3 separate regions of the Sus scrofa genome follow, and regions 1 and 2 are each linked to region 3. Evidence: chromatin contacts called from public Hi-C data. All regions are on one chromosome and are shown on one strand. The core of a region is the stretch at or near the end of the contact, and the rest is flanking DNA. Distances in the headings are between cores, read along the strand shown. Region 1 overlaps CDKAL1 (threonylcarbamoyladenosine tRNA methylthiotransferase). Region 2 overlaps CDKAL1 (threonylcarbamoyladenosine tRNA methylthiotransferase). Region 3 overlaps LOC102160563 (a long non-coding RNA gene).

What was found. A called contact is a pair of places that touch in the nucleus more often than the background predicts.
Region 1: a contact with region 3 is called in a Hi-C map of fetal heart ventricle, with 4 times the contacts expected there. The contact joins two enhancer-like sites. A contact is called at or near these places in 1 of 47 Hi-C or Micro-C datasets (fetal heart ventricle) and 1 of 2 datasets of contacts at active chromatin or transcription factors (skeletal muscle).
Region 2: a Hi-C map of heart right ventricle shows a contact between it and region 3, with 4 times the contacts expected there. The contact joins two enhancer-like sites. A contact is called at or near these places in 2 of 47 Hi-C or Micro-C datasets (fetal heart ventricle and heart right ventricle) and 1 of 2 datasets of contacts at active chromatin or transcription factors (skeletal muscle).

Annotation. Positions count from the first base shown.
Region 1 is chr7:16,299,311-16,302,548 of Sscrofa11.1, reverse strand. The region is part of intron 10 of CDKAL1 (threonylcarbamoyladenosine tRNA methylthiotransferase); the gene reads right to left. Among named protein-coding and RNA genes, the nearest start is that of CDKAL1, 390 kb to the right of the region's middle. Within about 2 kb of position 1,823, at least 2 of the 83 cell types and tissues checked have an H3K27ac peak or open chromatin away from gene starts, as enhancers often do.
Region 2 is chr7:16,360,625-16,363,733 of Sscrofa11.1, reverse strand. The region is part of intron 11 of CDKAL1 (threonylcarbamoyladenosine tRNA methylthiotransferase); the gene reads right to left. Among named protein-coding and RNA genes, the nearest start is that of CDKAL1, 450 kb to the right of the region's middle. Within about 2 kb of position 1,548, at least 14 of the 83 cell types and tissues checked have an H3K27ac peak or open chromatin away from gene starts, as enhancers often do.
Region 3 is chr7:16,664,271-16,667,502 of Sscrofa11.1, reverse strand. The region is part of intron 1 of LOC102160563 (a long non-coding RNA gene); the gene reads right to left. Among named protein-coding and RNA genes, the nearest start is that of SOX4, 220 kb to the left of the region's middle. Within about 2 kb of position 1,757, at least 32 of the 83 cell types and tissues checked have an H3K27ac peak or open chromatin away from gene starts, as enhancers often do.

The sequences.
Region 1 (3,238 bases), core at 574-3,073, 370 kb after region 3:
TTAGAAAATAAAAGCACCTGAGAAACTATACTGCTATTACTATGATTATTATAATGCAGTCTTGAAAAACGTTATCAGTGTTTTCGGGTGCCCAGGTGTCAGTAGTCGCTGAATCACTGTCACTACCCACATCATGCCTTGATGGGTTTAGGTGTGTTATGTTCAGGCTGAATTAATACCTTAGCTGTGGGCTACCTACAACTCAGAGGGTAAAACTAAGCAAGCAATGTAGTTTTAAGAGTAATCAAATTCACAAGTGGCTCCACCTAGAAGGTCACAGTTCATTACAGAGGAATATGCCAATGTTACTTTCTTAGCAGTATCAATAGAAAAGCAAACACAAGGGGAATGTATCTCTTATTTGCCACAATAGGGGCAATATATTAGTCAATATATCTAGTAGCAAATATTAGTATATCTGATTAACTCAATACTACCAACTGTCATCATGTAGTAAGTTATGAGATGAGAAAAAGTGAAAGTAAAAATAGCAAGAATATAAAATAGTTTAAAAAATACAGGCTATACAGGAGGCATCATAAAGGCAGGAAAAGGAAGAGGGAACAGGGACACAATGGAGAAACCATGTTCAGGACTCCGCACATCACAGGATCTTATCTTTATCCTATTAGTAATGAAGATGCATCACAGACTTGAGATGAGGTAAAATAGTTTCATCTATTCTTTCTGACTCATATCCAAATTTAATAAGTTTTACATAAGCTTATAATTATGTTTCTTCAATTCCAGGGTGTTTTCCATATATAAACATATATATATATATATACATATATATATATATATATATATATACACACACACACATATATGTAAATATATATTTGAGATTATCCTTGTCAGTTATGTCATCATTTAAAATGAATCGCTCTTTTTTTAAGAGGCAGTGACAAGTTAAATATAGGGGTTGTAGATGTTCCAATCAGATGACTAACTTGCATGCTTGTTGATGATTAAGAATTTTCCTTCCCCTTCTTTTATTTTTTAATTTTTTGGCTATACCAGAGGCATGTGGAAGTTCGTGGGCCAGGAATCAACCCACACCAGAGCAGTGGCCTGAGCTACAGCAGTGACAATGCGGGATCCTTAACCACGAGGCCCAAGGAATTCCCTCCCTTCCTTTTATGCATCACACATTTACTCGATATCTACTATTTAAAGTGCCACACATAATGTTAGACTCTCCATAAAAAGCTTAATGTGCATCTTAAGTGTAATATGCATCTTTTGTTCTTAAGATTTAATAAAATGTACTTCCAGTAGGCCTATTTTCCATACCACACATTCAAATAATGATAGAAACTTTGGTATTTTCCTTTAAATGATCTCCCCTTTAAACTGCTGAACTAAAGGAAAAAAAAAAAAAGTAATAAAAGAGTTTAAGAAAGAAATCTCAAGAGTCAGATGATTGTGAAGTGAACAAAATGAAGAAGAAGAAAAACAGCCTGGTGAAGTGCTCTATAATTACAGTTTGTAGTGTGAAGTACCTTCCAGAAACACAAGAAGGCTGGGTCCCATGAAGACAATTTGCTGGGAACCCTCATTGTAAGGGTATTTGAGCATCAGAGTAGTTATTCAAAGGTGGCTTCCATCTAGCCCTACAGTTAGAAAAAAAATCATCACCTGTCACTCACTGGTGTTGTTCATTTCCCTTATTTTCAGATTTTCTCGTGTTTTCTTTGTTCCTTATTGATGAACTCTCTTCCACACTTTAGCTAAATAATTTCTGCAGTGGTCTAGGCTTCGTGCAAGGAAGATGGAGAAATACAATGCATTGGAGGGTGGGGGCTGAGGCTCCCTGGCTTGGCTTCCTTCCCTAAGGCCCATTTTCACACTTGGAAGCCAGTGATGCCTGTGCAGCTCAGATGATGCCCTTCCTGTTACAGAAGGAGGTGTTAGTGGAACCCGGTGAGCTCCAGGCTCTCCCACTCAGAGGAGGAGAGAAGAACCACCCACGTGCCCAAGTCTTGCAAAAGGGACAAAGGAGGACGTGGAGAGCGCTTCCAGGTGCTCGGGTCTTTTACTCTTGCGCAGCCTTGCTGCTCTGTTACTGGGTTCCGTTTCCTCGGGATTGCTTTCTCCCTGGTGTGGCACAACAGGACAGGGTGACTCCCTGCTGATCAAGGGCAGAGGAGCGGTGGTTTTCTCTGGGACAAACTCTCCACCTTGAAGCACATTTTCTTTGTGATCTTGTGCTGCCTCCTCTGGCCAGAATGTGAAGACCTCGAAGTTCACATTAATAGAGTGGACTCTGCAGTTTTATTTTATGAAGAAGGCTCTTCCTTTATTCATTCTTTTATTTATTCATTCATTGAGCCACTACAGAGTAGGACAGGTCCTGAGACAGACATGACAAGGCCAACACTATAGCTATCTTAAAGCAAGAATTTTAACAAGGTAATGTTATGACAATCACTCTAACCATAACCTGTGAATTAAATACCTGGTGTTTTTCCAGGTAAGGTGAACAGCTAAGTTTAGCATCTTCTGTTGATTTTCAGCAGCTCTTCCGGAGCATCTATTTGGAGGTCAACAACTCTGGCACTACTTTGGTGCTGAGCATAAGGGTTTGCTATAAATGCAACATTAGTTTCTGCTATCTTGCAATTAAAGTGCTGAATTTATTCCAAAAGGTATTAGGCTACTCATCTCAGAGCCAATACATTATTTTTCCTCCTTTTATTTACTCCTCACTTGAACTTCTCTGACTATAGCTATTTTTGCTTGATCTCTGATTTTTTTAATCCAAAGAAATTGGAATGTTATCAGCTGCATTTTTTTTTTTTTCTTTTTTGGCTGTCATGCTGCATATATAGTTCCTGGGATTAGATCTGAGCTGCAGTTTGCAACCTACACTGCGGCTGTGGCAACAATAGGTCCTTAACCCGTTGTGCAGGGCTGGGGATCAAACCTGCGTCCCCATGCTCCAGAGACGCCGCTGATCCTATTGTGTCACCGTGGGAATCCCATCAGCTGTATGTTGGCAAGGCTTACTCCTCTTCCTACCCACCATATATCTAGCACATCTCCTGGTCTTCATGATGGATGTCTTACATTTACTACAAACATAGCAAGACTGCTACAGCTCTGAGTATATCTGATTTTCACAGAGTCACACTTTTTCAAGTGCCAGGTCAAAGGGTTAAGTAAAAACCAAAATGCCTGAGACTTATTTTATTTATTTTTGTTTTTTATTTTTTTGTCTTTTTAGGGCCACATC
Region 2 (3,109 bases), core at 299-2,798, 300 kb after region 3:
CTTTTCCATGTGACACCACGTGAGTAACTAACACACCCCACTGAAGTGCATGACACAGTAGAAAAGGATGAAAGAGCCATGATGGATTTGTTCCCATTTTGCCAGAAAAAGTGAAATGGCTATGATCTATGGTAAATAAAAATAAATTACGGCACTCTGTCTACTGCATCTATTCTCATGAAAGTTTGCACTTTGTTCTTAAGTAAATGAAAACGAAATTAGAAAGTAGAATAAAAACCACGGAAATCTGTCACAGACATTCTCCAGAAGACAAAATTCTAGTCATTAGAAAATGGAATCATTTATGATTGAGAAGCTAATCATTTAAATGATGCAGATACCTTCAAAAGTGTAACAGGAAAGAGACAGGGTACAAAGCTTGATAAAGGTATGGAAAGAGAAAATCATACATCTTATGTACTTGAAGAGCTGAAGCTTTCTGGCTTTCCAAAACTAATTTACAGAAAGAACGGGAAAGATGATCCATATCAAAGTGTGGCCCTCAAGGTTTCCTGAGACTAACTGGTGCTAACAGGAGGGTGTGAGCTTATGGCCACCCTGGGTCACCCTCTGGGGTTCAGTTCCTCACAGCACCTCGCCATTATATGATGGTGCCCTTTAGTCAGACCTACTGCAACAAACATACCTATATATGGGCTTTTTGTTTGTTTTTTTTTTTAAATGGCCACACCTGCGTTCCCAGGGAGGCATCTAATTGGAGCTGTATCTGCGACCTATGCCGTAGCTCAAGGCAACACTGGATCCTTAACCCACTGAGTGAGGCCAGGGATGGAACTGGCATCCTCACAGAGACAATGTCAGGTCCTTAACTCACTGAGCCACAAAAGGACCCCCTATATACGGGCTTTAAATCAACTCAGAGTAAATAAGTTTAAACTGGTATCAAAGGAAGAAGAAGTTTCCATTTGTGTGTGTTTCTCAAGTTCAAATTGCTATGATTTACTTTCAAAGGCTCATGGTAGAAAAAAATAGAATGACAAAATAAGACTCATTTATCTTCAAACTTTTTAAAAAAATCACATTAAACAAAGTGCTAATGTTCTGACCGTATTTATCCTCATGCTTTCAACCTGACATCATTCTCTCAACCAGTATTTATCCCGAGTGATCTAATCAAAAGGTAACAAGAATGATTAACGCTGATGCAATGTAATTCCTGCCCTGCCCCGGCCTAAAATATATATCGGACAGATAAGACTCCCTATGAAAATCATGAAATGCAGTAGAGATGTGGCATATGATAAAGTGAATACTAGTGCATTTTTATTAAACATCACCAACAAGAGTGTGATGCACACAATATACTGGCATCTCCCTCAGCCATGAGGCTGGATAACCAGGGATGGGCATGAGTGGTATGAGCAGATCACAAGTCATGGAAAGAGCCTCACAGCTGGGCTGTGGAGGCTGCAGTGAGCAGAAGGAGGGGTAAAACGACCACAAAGGTCATCCTCTCCCTCCTCACACACAAAAGAAGCCTCGTTTACTGGTAATGGTTTTCAGAGCAGTCAGCTGACCCAAACTGGTGTCAGGTCTAAGCATGAGTCAAGCTCTCTTGACAACTTAAATCAACAGACGGGGTGCAGTCCACCCGCCACTTACCCGAGTTCCCGCCACAATCCATTGTTTGGGATTAACTGAAACTGATTATATCTCCCAGGACTCTGGGCAGCAGCCAGGCCATGAGAGTCTGGCAGATAATTGACCCCCTCTGAATACTGCTCAGAATGCATTCCCCGGCTAGACACAAACCTGTGGAACTACTCACGACAATATTTTATGTATTTATTTTGAAACAAATAATGGGATAAGATAATGTTTTATACCACCCAAAGATGAGAGAGCTAATTCTGCTTTAAATGCAACTAAATTCTGTATCTGGGGGGCTGAAAAGGGGGAGGCAGTACTGGGAGTCTGTACTACTCCATGTACTAGCAGCTTTTCTAAAATGGGTGGGTCCATTATAAAAAAGCATACAGCTTCTGCTCAGGGGCAGCAGGTGCTGAAATTTCCTTCTGAACAAAAATATCTTGCATATAGGTTCTGCAGAGTTCCTAACCTATTCTCTGTTATTTCTCCTTGTTTAAGTAAGGAAAGACCCAGCCAAATGCAAATTTTATTTAGGAAAGAAGTTTCCAGGCAATATCAACCAACAACACTTCAACAGGATTGACAACATACAAAATTAACTACCAGTGACAAGGACTCTTAAGTGTTCCAGGAAAGCAAAGGTTTACAATGAAGAGGAAAGAAAGGTTTAGAGACTAGTGCTACTGGGGGTTGAAACAGAGTGCAGAGTGAAGAAAGGAAGAAAGGTCTTGAAAGGGTGATGAGAACTCTGGTCCAAAAAAAAAAGACCCCAATTGACAGAATCGTTCTTGGAGACATTAGTAGACTTTAATTAACATGTAGCTGTTGCATATTCACCCTGTTTTCTCAACCTTTTGGACAACGTCTGCCAACTACACTTTCAACACAGAGGGACATTTTCTAAAAATTTATAGAAGTAAAAACAAAAATATTTTCAATGTATTTTTCTTCTTCTGTACTGATTTTCTGTGTATCTTAGATTGCACTGGTCACGTGCATTGGCTTCTACATAGACTGTATCAACTGTTTTTATTTTTTAGGTATCACTTCATGACTCTTCTGCTGTGGTTGTACTTCTTTTGTTATTTTGTTAGGTATCATTGGATGACTGTTCTGTTGTGCTGCTTTTATTATTATTAGAAAAAGCATCAGCAGTCATTTAATGAGTGAATACCAAGAACTGTCTTAAGTCTATCTTAGTGCACATTATCTTAAGTCTCACAACCTTAAAGAAAAGGACTTATCTTCATTTTACTGATAAGAAAACCAAGGTCAAAGAGGTTAAGTAATTTGGTCAATATTACAAAGACAGTCAGGACTTAAATCTAGTTTATCTGACCCTATGGGTATGCTCCCATATTTTGATCTGACTATTCCTGTACAAAAGTTCTTGCTAAGAATAAAATTATGACAGCACTGCAAGTGAATATCTCTACCAAAGTGGCTAGGTTCACAACATACTTAAGTTTAGCATCTTTTTTCTTTGGCTTTTTTTTTT
Region 3 (3,232 bases), core at 508-3,007:
CGGTGATTGAGTTATTACTTAGTCACCAAACACACACAGGAAGGGTTCCCATATCAGCAACAGAAATGAGGAACAGGAGTGGGTATCAGTTTCTTTAAGCCATTTCTAGGGAATGATCTAGCTGCTGATCACCTGCTATGAATTTGAGTTTTTCTGAGTATTTCCCAAGCTGCCCAGGCTGGGCACGGCTGATCCCTGGAGGGAGAGGGAGTGAGCAAAGCCTTGCCTGCTCTAATTTCAACCATCTGAGCCACAGTTTCCTCATCTGCTGCAATGATGCTTATCAGCTCTCCAAGCCTCTGTCCTGGTTTACTGGAGACGATCAAACAAAGAAGCAAAAGGAGTCTGAGTACAGACTAGCCAAAACCATCAAAAAGCACTGGACCTGTCTTTCTAAACCCCACAGAGACCTTCAAAATATGTGAGTCTTCAAGAAAAAGAGTCCTCACATAGCAGGGCAGCAGAGGGGAGAAATGGAGGTCAAGGAAAAAGAACTGTGGTCAAGGACCTGAGTTCAAGCCCCATCTTTCATTGACTTTCTGGGAGATTTCAGTAAGAAATGCAACATTTCTAAGCCAAATTCCTTACCTGTAAAATGGAACAAATAAAGTACCCCTTCCATTGGGTTATTTGTAAAAATAAACTCACACAATGTAAGAAAGAAATTTTATAAGTTCTCAAAAGCTATAGTCGTATAAATCTCATCCCACATTTTTTTGGTTTTTTTTTTTTTTTTTTTGAAGGCATATCCTACATCTGGATTCAGAGCACTCTTACTGTTCACCAAGGTGCATGGTACGTCATCCTCACAAAGTGAATTTTGTTCCAATGCATACAATGTCCAAGATTTTCTGTTGAGTGGACCTGCTTCCTTGGTTATGTGCTAGAACTTAACTCCAAAGAGAAAGATAAGAAATTGTCTCCTTGTACTGAAAAGGAGTTGTTTGAGTTGTTGTTGTTTTTAGTGCTGATTGGAAAGGTGGCCAAATTAAATACAGATTCGAGCTGTTCTGCCGACAAAGATCTGGAGAGAATTGAGTTTGCCGTGACCCTGATGTGAGCAAAGTTGAGCGGGGCAGCCTCCTCCTGTTCTGCTGCCTGGGATGGGGTGGGAGGGGACCGGTTCCCACAGGCGCCTTCTACTGGTCCCGCCTTGCTGCCCAGGCAAGGGAGCAGAGCCAGGGTCAGCTGCTGTCCTCCCAACACAAATTTCACTCTTGTAGGGTTGCCAGATACAATACAGAACACCCAGCTAAATCTGAATTTCAGATAAACAACGCATGATTTTTTAGAATAAATATGTCCCAAATATTGCTCAATCTGGTAATCCCAAACTGCTGCCTGAGGCAGACGAATCATGAAATCATATAAGTTTTTTTTGAAGAAGGAGAAGAAGAGAAACCCTAGCAATCTTTCAATTCAGCCTCCTCATTTTATGTATGGGAAAAAGGAAAGCTACTTGCCCTCGTAAATGGCACCAGAGCCAGTCCTAGAATTCCCTCTAAAGAGCTGACTTTCTACCCATAGCAATTTTGTGACTGATTTTTCTTTTTTTAAGGCTATTGAATACACAGTACCTTCCATTTTTCTGAATATTTGTTCACATAAACCCAGGAAATTATTGAGCTGTGATTTGTGGCTGCTGTTTTTATACCAAGGCCTTTGTGTGTTTTGCGGCCAACAGACACAGCCAGCACTAAAAGGTTAATTAATAACTACCCCTGACTGCCTCTGCTGACCACAGAATGCCAGACCAGGAGGGGATTTTGTCTGAGGTCACTTATTTCACAGGATTTCCACCACAACTTCACTTGAGATAATGCGGTCATCAAGCCAGGAACGAGCAGAATGAAGAGAGGTGAGAAAGGAGGCAGAGTGGGAAAAGGCTTTTACCCTAGAACTCAAAATCAAACTGTACATGTTTCAGTCACAGGCTCATCCTTTGACCTCTGACCTCTGTCCTCAGACCCTGACTCTCTGCAGACCCAGGGCTCCTTCCCCCTTCCATAGCTGGGGCACCCATGGCTACATCCATCCATTTCTTCTCTTAAAGACAGGGACTGAAAAGTATTTGGAAGCAGATTTTTACCTCAGGTCAAAGCTTACAACAAAACCTCGTGCATGTGTAACTTAGCTGGACTTGAAAGAAGGCTGGGATGCCTACCACGTTTTAGGTAGAGACGGGGAAAGATGATACTCAAAAGCTTCAGTTTCATGAATATCAACCAGCACGTTTTTTCCCCTTCCTTGTCTTTTCAAATATTTTCACCTCGTGCTATGAGTCACTTGGTACAAACAGAACACTATAAAAAGACAAGCTTTGTCTCATCACTTTTTCTCCCCCCCCACACACGTCAGATCTGGCCAACACGCTCTGCCTCTGTGACTGGCCAAGTCCCAAGGACTGCAAAGTGTTTTTGGAACTGGTGTTTATTGTACCCTCTTCTGTCACTTGCCCTTAACAGCACACACGGCCCACCAAGGGACTTTCCCCTCCGTGCTCGGCAGTTCGCGCTCAATCCCCTTGGCAAGGATCGCCGTGACTGCACAATCTCACACCTGCCAGCACTGGAAAGTTCTGGAAATAAGGACTCTGTGCCAGACATTCCTCTGGAGCACTTCACCCCATCCAGTTCCTCATTCTCCAGGCCATTAGCCGAGTCACCAACTTCTTGAACTTGGTTCAACTTTCTGCAGCAAAAGTATGCAAAGAGCCTGTCTGAGAACCCAAGCGGCTGCCCAGGCCCTGGGCTCTAATGCTGGCTCCCTTGCTGCCCTTGATGGCCTCCCCCAGGGAGCATGCTGCACACTTTCCAGGCCTCACACCTGCTCTTCCCTGGTTCTTCAGGACGGCTCTGCGACACTGAGTGAGCAGGCTCAGATCAAGTAACATGTTGTGAGGATTTACCTTGTGACATGTTTGTGCTGCTTCCTGTTTCACTATTTCATCTCTTTTATCTCTAGGAATCCTGGAGTCGATCCTACCGGGGTGAGGGTGGGGTTGGGGGGCGCCGGCAAAGAAATGTTTCTCTGTGCATCAAAAAAATAACTGGAAGATAGATTCCAAATGGTTAATAGTGATTTGCTTTTGTGATTTTTTTTTTGCATTTTTTTTTTTTTTTTTTTTTGCTTTTTAGGGCCTCACCCCCACCCGACATGTGGAAGTTTCCAGGCTAGGGGTCAAAGCGAAGCTGCAGCTGCCAGCCTACACCACAGGCACAGCAAGGCCAGA